2 separate regions of the Gossypium hirsutum genome follow, and region 1 is linked to region 2. The links are chromatin contacts, called in public Hi-C maps. All regions are on one chromosome and are shown on one strand. Each heading gives the region's core, a stretch centred on a gene start, on an enhancer-like site or on the middle of the called end of the contact. The rest is flanking DNA. Distances are from core to core; before and after follow the strand shown. Region 1 holds the start of LOC107886429 (histidine kinase 3). Region 2 has its middle 4.4 kb from the start of LOC121219469.

Region 1 (5,028 bases), core at 265-2,764, 33 kb before region 2:
AGAGGATATGGATTACCTGATCAATAGCAGATGGGTATTTCCCATGGTGGAAAGTTGAGATCAAAATAGAGAGAGCCTGGATATGGTTCATGCTGACATTAAATTGATCCTGCAACATCCTAGCTCTCTCATCACACATGCTAGCGAGCATCTCCTTGCGCTTTTCGGTAGCTTGAGAGCTCATACAACAGAAGATCCAAATAGAAGCCAAGGTCCAACCAATTACCCATGAAAACAAGAGCTTTCTCCACCAAGACTTGCCAACTCTCTTGGAACCAATATACTGGTAGTACTGATGGTGGATCTTGAAGCTATACTTTGAGATTTCATCCCAACATTTGAACCACATCTTGCTACCACTATCACCAAGGAGACCAGCCTTGGGGTCCTTAAATTCACCATTAATGGACCAGTTCATTGAAATCATAGATGCTATCCAGCAACATAACATCCAAACCAGATGCCCCACCTTTAAACCAAACCCAAATACATGAAGCAAACTCATCCAAGAAACAGTGACCAATTACCAGCTAACTAAGCAAACAGTAACCCCCCCCCTTAGCCTGAAAGTGGGTCTTACCTGCTTGTTTATTCCAGCTAGAAAAGAGAGAGACCCATTGTCAAATCTATAGAAAACTGTCTAGTAAAATCCAACATCTCCAGAAAACCTCAAGAACCTTGGGATAAGAGAATAAAATATTTTAAAAAAAACCCAGCAAACTCCAAATTGACTACAAGACAGAAGGTGTTGTAACCGTGCGGGAAAGAAAAAAAACAAAAGATGCCATCTTATCCAGCACTACACCCTCTAATAACTGAGAAATGCAAGATATAGGACCTTGAATTGAGGAAGACCATGGAAATTTTTCAAAATTACCATAAAAGAAAAAGAGAAATAGAGAGAATGAAAGAATCCCTCTAGATTCTGAGTTTCAATTTTCTAACCACCACCCAAATCCCAGAACAAGAAAAAGACTAGGCCAAAATGTCCAGAAAACCAAAAGGGTTCCAAAACTGGATATCAAATCAATAAAAACTTAGCTAACATAATCTTCCCTCAAGCCAAAAGAATCTGACAGGAAATCCTTAAATTCCTAAAATCAAGCACCAAGACAGCAATTAAACATGTGGGTTTTATTGTTTGACCCCCCAGACCCAAACTTCACCTGTAACAACACCCTGTTGAGATCTATCAACAGAATTTTCGAGCTGATTTTTAGTACAAAGTAATCTTATTATTTACTAAAGATGACACTTTGCTGCTGTAGTTGAAGAGGGAAAAGAAGAACATAAGAAGAGTAGGACTAATGGACATCTACGATTGAGAGAATCTATGAAAGGAAGATGAGAAGAATATGGTTGTAGAAATGTCTGCTAGCATAGGCCATTATCTCTACCCATACCATTCACGACACCCCAACCCCCCCTAATTTAATAATACTACTACTATTTTCTCAACAAAAATAATATAAATTTAAATTCAATGCTTACAAATGTATTTAATTTAACATTTCATTTTCTACTACTATCACTGTTGCACTAATGCAACCTTATCTTATTCTTTCTTTTTTCCCCTTTTAATTTATTAACTAATTCAATTAATAAAAGTTGGAACCTCCCCCAGCATAAAATGAGAAAACCATATTTTTTATATTTAATTATCATTTATATAGTTGTAAAATAAAATAGTTTTACACAATTATATGATTAATATTATATCAATTCAATCGTCATATTCATTCTTCAATCATCTATGTTAAGTTCGGCACAAATTAAATTTTTTAACTATTTATTTTATGAAAAAAATTTCAAACAACTAAATATATATTAATATAGATAATATTTTAGATCAATATAATAAAAATATTGGTCGATTCAAAAGTTCACTTATATGACAAGAACAAATATATTGAAAAATCCAATGGTTAAATTCAGGGGCGAAGCCAGAATAAATATTTAGGGGGCCAGATAAAATTTTAATTTTTTATAGTTTATATCTTTATAATTTGTATAGGATTAAATCGAATTTTTATAATTTTAGGGGAGGCCAAAGTGTAATTTTACATTTATTAATTTAAATTTTTTAAAACATTTTAAGGGCTAAAAGAACAATTTACATTTTAGGGGGGGCGGGGCGCATGCCAACCCCTGACTTCGCCTCTGGTTAAATTGTTAAAATATCCATAAGAATAATTATGAAAAGATATAAAACTACCTTGTTTTATATATTTAAATCAATACTATTTTGCATCATCCATAAATAAATTAACCATTTAAAAGTATAATAAATAAATAAATAAATAGTTTTTAATTAACATCTTATGATTTATTGACAATGTGTTAGTTTATGTGCTATTCATAAAACAAATATAATTTTCTAAAAAAAATTAAAAATAATTTTTTTGAGTTTTTTTTTCCATTTGTATGTTTAAGGACGTTGAAAAATAATATATATTAAATTATGGTACATTCATAAGAATATATTATTAAAAATTTATATAAAAAATTAAATGAAAATTTAATTAAAATGATAAAGTCCAATATTTAAAATCCAATTCAATTAATTTGTGACACCAATTATATTAGAAATTTTAAGTATAACTAAAATATGACACTCATAATATAGATGAAAAAATATTATGTAACAAAATATACTTATTAAAAGTTTATGATGTTTTGGTTGAAACTTGAAATGCAAATTTTAAATTTATAGTGTTTTTTTTTGTTTAAATTTTATTGTGTATAAATTTTAATTGATTTATAAAATTCTAAATGGACAAAAATGCTCTCATTATAATATAACTTACTTTATAGAAAAGAAATGTATTTTTAGTAATTTCTCAACTAAATTAAAATTTGATTGATGAGTGGCACCAACTCAATTAAAGCCAGAGATAATAGATACATAGATAAAGAGTTTGATCTCTACCCATGAGAATTAAATACATTTCATGGTCAGTTTTTTACCTTTTTAAAAAACACTTACGACTAAGATTAATCACTACTACTAATAATCAACATCTTGATTTAAAAAAAATGTTAAAAACTAATGATTAAACAAGTAGAAAATGAATTGTTTTTTTTTAATTGAATTATAAACCTCAATCTTCTAATTAATAAAATCTTCATTTTACATTTTTTCAACAAATAAAATCTAAAAGTAAGTGTAAGAATGAAACTCGTTTTTCATTAAAATAAATCATATGGTTGAATGAGAACGAACAAATTTTTGAAATTAAAACTGGATTTTAAATTATAAATTTAAAAAAAATTGGTCTACAGTTTAAATTGAAACTCCACTGAATTACACGTTTGACAATGATAATCTGTAAGGAAAACTGACGGGTAATGATAAGTCAATTATTAATCTCTTTCCCCTAGTTTATAGTATGAAAAAAAATTAATTAATTAAATGATTTGTCAAATAAAATGTTTTGTAAATATGGAGAGAGTTTTATGTTTTGTTTAATGGTAATGAGATATACTAAATACTAAAAGGTTTCAAAGAAATTAGATTATTTTTGTAAATAAAAAGAAATATGAATGAGCGATAATGTAGTAGTAAAAGAGTAATTAAGGGCAGTTAAAAAAAATAAAAAGCGGGGGCAGACTTTAATCAAGGCAATGTCACTAAAGTGGTGAGTAGGCCATCAAATATTACTGGACAGCTCACTTCCTCTTTTTATTAATGATTGTTTGGGTTATTATAATTTTATAAATTATTAAAATAGTAATATATAAAATATTTAATGTGGATGTGATTAGATTTGTAAAAAAATTATAAATATTTTTAATAAATAAAATTTTAAGATATATATTAAAATTAAGTAAATAATATATAAAAAAAAAATTTTCATAGCAGAGCATGCAGAGTAAAAATAAAATAATGGAAAAACACATATTTAAATAGAATTTGAGAAAGCAATTTATGCCACTTAAATTCTCTATTAAAATTCATCAAAAATGTTCAATTTCTTAATTAATTTTACTTAAACAATTAAATTTATTTTTAAAATTTTAAAAATCTTGATATAATTTTTTTTTTTAAATTTTCTATTCAAACACTGGATAAGATCCACTCAATTACTTTTTTCTATTAATAGAAAATTTAAATGTATAAAACTCGTACTAAATTTAAATTTAACTTATAAATAATGATTTATTAATTAATGAAAAATAATGGAACGAAGATAAATCTATCCAAACACGCCATTAGAGTCGGTCTCTCTGGCTTATCGACTTCCCTCTTCCTCATAGCCAATCAAAACCTCCCACGTTTTCAACTCTATAATGACTTTGCCTTCATTTATTCATCTATTTGCAGCTGCCTGTCTTTTTCCTTTTCTGGACGCTTGCGTCGGGGCTTTTAGTTTTATGTGAGTTCGTAAAAGCTCTTCTTTTTCTCCATAGCAATACAATAATATTAAATAAAAGAGTATATATTATTCATTTTTAAAAATTATTCTAATTGATATTATTAATAATTTTATGTGTTCGTCATTCAATTTTAAAAAGTTACATAGTCACTATTTAAAAGTTTTCATTTAAGTCATTAGACAATTAAAATTGTTGTTATATAACATTCTTTATTTGCACCATATGCATCAACTGAAAGCTTTTTTTCCCTTTACTTCTACAATTTAGTTTTTTTTTCAGGAAATAATTTTGAAGGTCACAAATTTTGGGGCGAAAGGCTTATTAGAGTACGGCCTAGTTTAGGAATATTTTTCAAAAATACTTTTGGAAAAAAAATTCTAAGGAAAAGTTAAAATTTTCAACTTCTGAAAAAAGTACTTTTGAGCCAATTTTTAGCTTAGGAGAAATACTTTTTTCTCTCAAAAATAAAATAAATTGTTCTTGTTACTCATACTATTGTTGATTAAATTGTTGTTGTGTCAAAAGTTACTTTTCGAGAGACCTAATTTTCTTTTTGCATTTTGGTGAATTGATTGGAGTTAGTATTAGGATTTTGTATGGTTTGTTCCTTTGAAGTGGACTACGATGGTACTAGTGGAGGAGGTGGAAACA
Region 2 (5,183 bases), core at 1,617-4,116:
ATTATTATATTGATAATAAAATTCATTTTTATTTTAAAAATATTTAAAAATATTAATATATTAATATAAAATATTATATTTTTCAATATTATTAAACATAAATATTTAATTATTTATATTTAGTCATATAATAAATTATTAATATGATTTATTATTTTAATAAATTATTTAATATTTCAATTTTATTTTAATAATGAATTTTAAAAATAATAATTTTAAATAATATTCTTTACATATGATTGAAAATATTAAATATTAATATTTTAATAATAAATATTTATTATAATTATAAATATAATAACAATAAATTTTTTTATAGTACAAAGGTTAAACCATGTGATAAGTGTAGGTACTCTTTACAAATTTACAATTTAGTCTTTATACTTTTATTTTCAAGAATTTAGCCTCTCTATCTTTCAGATTTGAAAATCAAGTCCATTTGTTGACATTGTTAATGTTTTTGTCAATTTTTTTGATGTCACATTTTTTAATAAAAATATTCACTTAATATTTATGTAATTAAAAATGATGTTGTAATGAACTTGAATATAACAAAATATTTTTAACATATGTAAAAAATGTAAAATATAAATTTATAGATATAAAATAAAATCAATTAAATAATGAAAAGATACGAAAATCTCAAATGTATGTTTATTTCATTGAAAACGACTTTTATTAAATATTTTTAAGAAATCTGTCAAATAACATCAACTATTCATCAAAACACCAGAACATATTAACTTTTAAAAAAAAGTAAATCATTTTTTAGAAATAATTTTCAATAAAACAAACATAATAAAAAATACAAGCTCAAATATTTTATATAAAAAATATAATAAATACAATTTAAAAATACAATAAATCTAGTAAACTCATATCAAAGAAAAATTTTCACCCAACAAATCTAGTAAACCCATAAATTCTCTTCTTTTCAAGTAAACTAGATTTGCTTTTTCCCAAAAATTTTCTTATTTCCTCAAGAACACTCTCCTTTCATACATCATCTTTAGGGTCGATTTCCATGGCTTCTTAAGAAACAACCTAATCACGAAACCACAATATCTACTCATTGATGAGAACAACATCGGCATCAAATCCAGTGGAAAATTAAATACAAATTAAATAAGAAAAGTAAAACTCATAGATTCTTTCACTGTTTCCATAGAAAAACACTTGACACCATAAGCTGTAATAAAATAAAAATAAAAATTAGCAAATGATTTTTAGATCTAAATTAAGAAAATTTAGTGGAAATTTGGGGGAAAAAAAAAGGTAGTGCCTTAAAAACCTCACCAAGAAAAGGGACGGCGGTGAAATAGGGGATTTAAAAAAAGAACTAAAGCTACCAATTAACAAATCTAAAAAAGAAAACAAAACATAGCTATATATGAGGAAAAACAAAATACCCAAAGTCATAAAAAAAAATCTGGGTATTACCCTCGATTGTAAAGAAAAAAAGAGGATAAAAATAAATACCCATAATAAAAAAAGAAAGCCCCTGGGCACGTATTTCTTATTGTTTGTTGAGGTTTCAGCTTTTTCCTTAATTGGAGATGTTTTTGGTTGAGAGCTACACTTATCTCGCCATTACATGTTGCAGTTTTTAACCCAATAATTAAAATCCATTCAAAACTTTGGTTTCACTTTGAGTTTAGAAAGGAGAGGGGTTGTTTATAAAAAGAGAAGGGAGAGGGAAAAATTTCTATATTTTCCTGCTATCATGGTTCTTCTACGTGCATCGTCCGTTTGGTTGCCTAGAAAACTAGAGAAAAACAGAAAAAGAGAAAGATGAGAAGTAAAACAAGGCTTAACTGTAAAAAGGGCGCCCAGTAAAGAAATCAATTATGTTGTCCGTCAAAACTTGCACTCAATTAAACTCTTTAAAGAAAAAAATTAAATCTGCTCATCAATGTTGATCAAGTTTGAATCCCAACCACGTGTAGATCATGTTGACATGGTAAAATGCCACATTGACAAAATAGTCTTGAATTATTTAAAAGTTTTCATTTAAGTTATTAGACTGTTAAAATCATTACTATATGGTCTTCTCTATTTGCACCGTCCGTACCAATTGAAAGTTTTTCTTCCCTTTCTATTCTACAGTTAAGATTTTTTCATGAAATAACTTTAAATATCATGAATCTGCGAATCAAAATTCAAAAAACTTTCTTTTCTGATCTCCAACACCGATCACTAGATCTACTTGGATCTAAGGTATATTATTCTATTTGTCAATGGGTACCGATCTATCTTCCTGATCGTCAAATCATAGCTTGAAGCTTAGTATTTAAACTTTTTAAAAAATACTTAACAATCTATAGTTAAAAATAAATTAATAAAATTAATATTTTAGATCGATATGATAGAAATATCAAATTATTTTAAAAATTTATATGCATGATAAAAATAACTATACTGATAAATTTAATAGTTGAATAATTAAATTATTAATGGTATAAAAAATTATAAAAATGTACTTATTAAGTCCGTATAAATAGATTCTTCCATACTTTTTATACATGAGATTGATAAGGGTCCCAAAGCAACGAGGAAACAGTTCCGATATTAAAGAAAAGGAAGTTTGTTCAAACATGAGAAACAATAAAATTAAAAACTCAGTTGTAAGTTAAACTTGGAGGAATGAAAGCTAAAGGGGACGAAAAAGTTGAATGTCGCACCAAAAGCAAAGCAGAATATATATATTAATTTAAACAGATAGGTTATTGTATCATGAACCCTAAGCAAATGTCATATATTAATATAAAGAATTTAACATTAAGACACAACCAGGCGTCAGAGCTTACGGCATCGCCACCCACCAACGTGTGAAGAAAGAGCTGACGAGTTGCTATCGTCAAGAGGTTGGCGGAGGAATAAATAAGAAGCGTTTTAAATGTCCCATAAAGTAGGCAGGCATCCCTCCATTAACCCTATCTCAACTAGGGGTGTGCATAATTCGGGTAAAACCGAAAAAATTCGGTTAACCGACTGAATTCGGTTAATCAGTCGGTTAACCGAATTTTTTCGGTTGGGGGTCGGTTAATTTTTTTATAATTTTTCGGTTAACGGTTAATTCGGTTCGAAACCGGTCGGTTAATCGAAAATTTTCGGTTAACCGAAAAAATTAATAAATAAAATTATCCAACCCAACCCAAACTCAATTACCCAACCCAATAAAACTAAAACTAAAGTTTACCCAATTACCCAATCTAATAAAACTAAAACTAAAAGACAACCCAATTTACTAAAGTCTAAAACCCAATTTACTTTAATAATTTATAAATTTTTTAAATTTTAAAAATAAAAAATAAAAAAAATTCGGGTATTTTTCGGTAATTCGGTTAATTCGGTTAATTCGGGTAATTCGGGTAATTCGGGTAATTTTTAACCAAAAATAAAAAATACATAATTTTCGGTTAATTCGGTTAAAATACATAAATTTTTTTTTAAAAAAATCGGTTCAGTTAACGGTTAAAATTTTTGAAAGGTCGGTTAATTCGGTTATAGTAATTTCGGGTCGGTTAACCGGTCGGTTAACCGAATGAACACCCTTAATCTCAACCCCAACCCCAACCCCCAACCCCAATCATTTTCCAGGTTTAAACCTTGTTTTCTTTTAACTTATTCTATTTCTCCTTTGTTTTTGCATGCCATGTCAGGATGCCGGCTCTTCTATTGTCAAATTATAGTTGTTATTTCTTTACTGTACTTTTGGAGATTTTATTTCATGCTTACTTTGATCTCTTTTATTATCTTTACAAACCGAAATTCAAAATTAAAAGAAAAGATGGAAATTTTAATTTCACACCAGATTTCTAATTATGTTAGTGAAATAAAAATTAACTAAATATAGTGAAGAGATAAAAACTATAATCAATTTTTTACCTTAATATAAACGTAATCACAGAAAAATAATTAAATATATTAAGAATTTATGTTGTGTCTAAAATTATTTAAGTTTAATCAGCTGTAATCTCAACACTTATAAGGGTTTGGCACGTGGTGTGATGTGGACCATCTGGTCCGCCGAAGATGCCACATGAATTGGATTCTTATAAATTAAAGTTTTTTAGTAAATTACAAAATAAAATACTATTGTTTTTGAAAAGCATAAATTAAAAGATTAGATTAATTAGTTTGGGGTTATATTAATTTTGAATGTTGATATATGTTCACAGAACATTTCAATGGTGGACCAACCCACCCATTACTCAATGATATTGATGTCTCCGCATTGATGCATCGGTCGGTATTTGCCAAACCTACCTTCTTCTCCTTTTAGCCTAAAAGCTTGAATGCATTCTATCAATGGGTATCTCATAAATTTTTATACAATATTTATTAATCATAACTCCTCTATAATTCTTAAAAGTGGAAGAAAAATATATTTAAACACGATGAAACTTACATTTTTTATTATTAATGCAGTAATGGTGTTAATTAAAATAAAGTTCAATTAATAAATATCTATAAATTTAAATACGATATAAATATATTAGTTTATATGAGTAATTATTTAATATATCATTAGTGTAATTTTTTTAACTCTACAACCAAATTAAAAAATATGACAAATATCACCTTGATTTATATCATTAATTTTTCACAATACATGTGATAGGTTTCCAATTTATATAGTATAATTTTTAAACTTACAACTAAGTATATAATTAGTTTCAATTAGAATTTAATATTAAATTAAATTATTTAATAATTAATTCAACTCAATTCCAATTAATTAAATTCAACTAAATATACGTACGTATAATTCCAATTTTTTTATCTTTATCAACACTTTCTTTATTTTAAAGTAAAAACTTACTAGTTATAATATAAATTATTAATAAAGAAAATATAATATTTTAAAGATGATTATTGATGAGAAAAAAAGGATACATATAGGGAGTGCCAAATGCCATTCCTATAGGTCGGCTGTGTAAGCGCCGCATGGCTCTCTTTTTGGATGACTCACACCGCAATAGCTACGCCAATCATAAGCATTTTCTTTTTGGCTTTATCCATAGAACTTAAAAGTTTGAGAGTTGATCCATGGGGTATCTACCAGACCCTGATTCCTGTCCCGTGAACTCATGTTCAGACATTTGCAGATATGTGGTCTGTACCATGTTTTCAACCCCAAATTCTAAACATGGAGTTGAGTCCAGACCAGTTCATTGAAC

What was found. Hi-C and Micro-C count contacts between places; a contact is called where the count stands out from the background.
Region 1: a contact with region 2 is called in a Hi-C map of leaf, with 2.0 times the contacts expected there. The contact joins the promoter of LOC107886429 here to the enhancer-like site in region 2. A contact is called at or near these places in 11 of 34 Hi-C or Micro-C datasets (anther, leaf and petal).

What each region holds. Positions count from the first base shown.
Region 1 is chrA03:76,404,439-76,409,466 of Gossypium_hirsutum_v2.1, reverse strand. It overlaps LOC107886429 (histidine kinase 3), which reads right to left and starts at 1,514. Exons shown (of 12, transcript XM_016810386.2): 1 at 17-1,514. The coding sequence starts at 505.
Region 2 is chrA03:76,372,679-76,377,861 of Gossypium_hirsutum_v2.1, reverse strand. No RefSeq gene overlaps it. Among protein-coding and RNA genes, the nearest start is that of LOC121219469, 4.4 kb to the right of the region's middle. Within about 2 kb of position 2,866, at least 3 of the 9 cell types and tissues checked have an H3K27ac peak or open chromatin away from gene starts, as enhancers often do. A contact at or near this core is called in leaf, where this site is marked.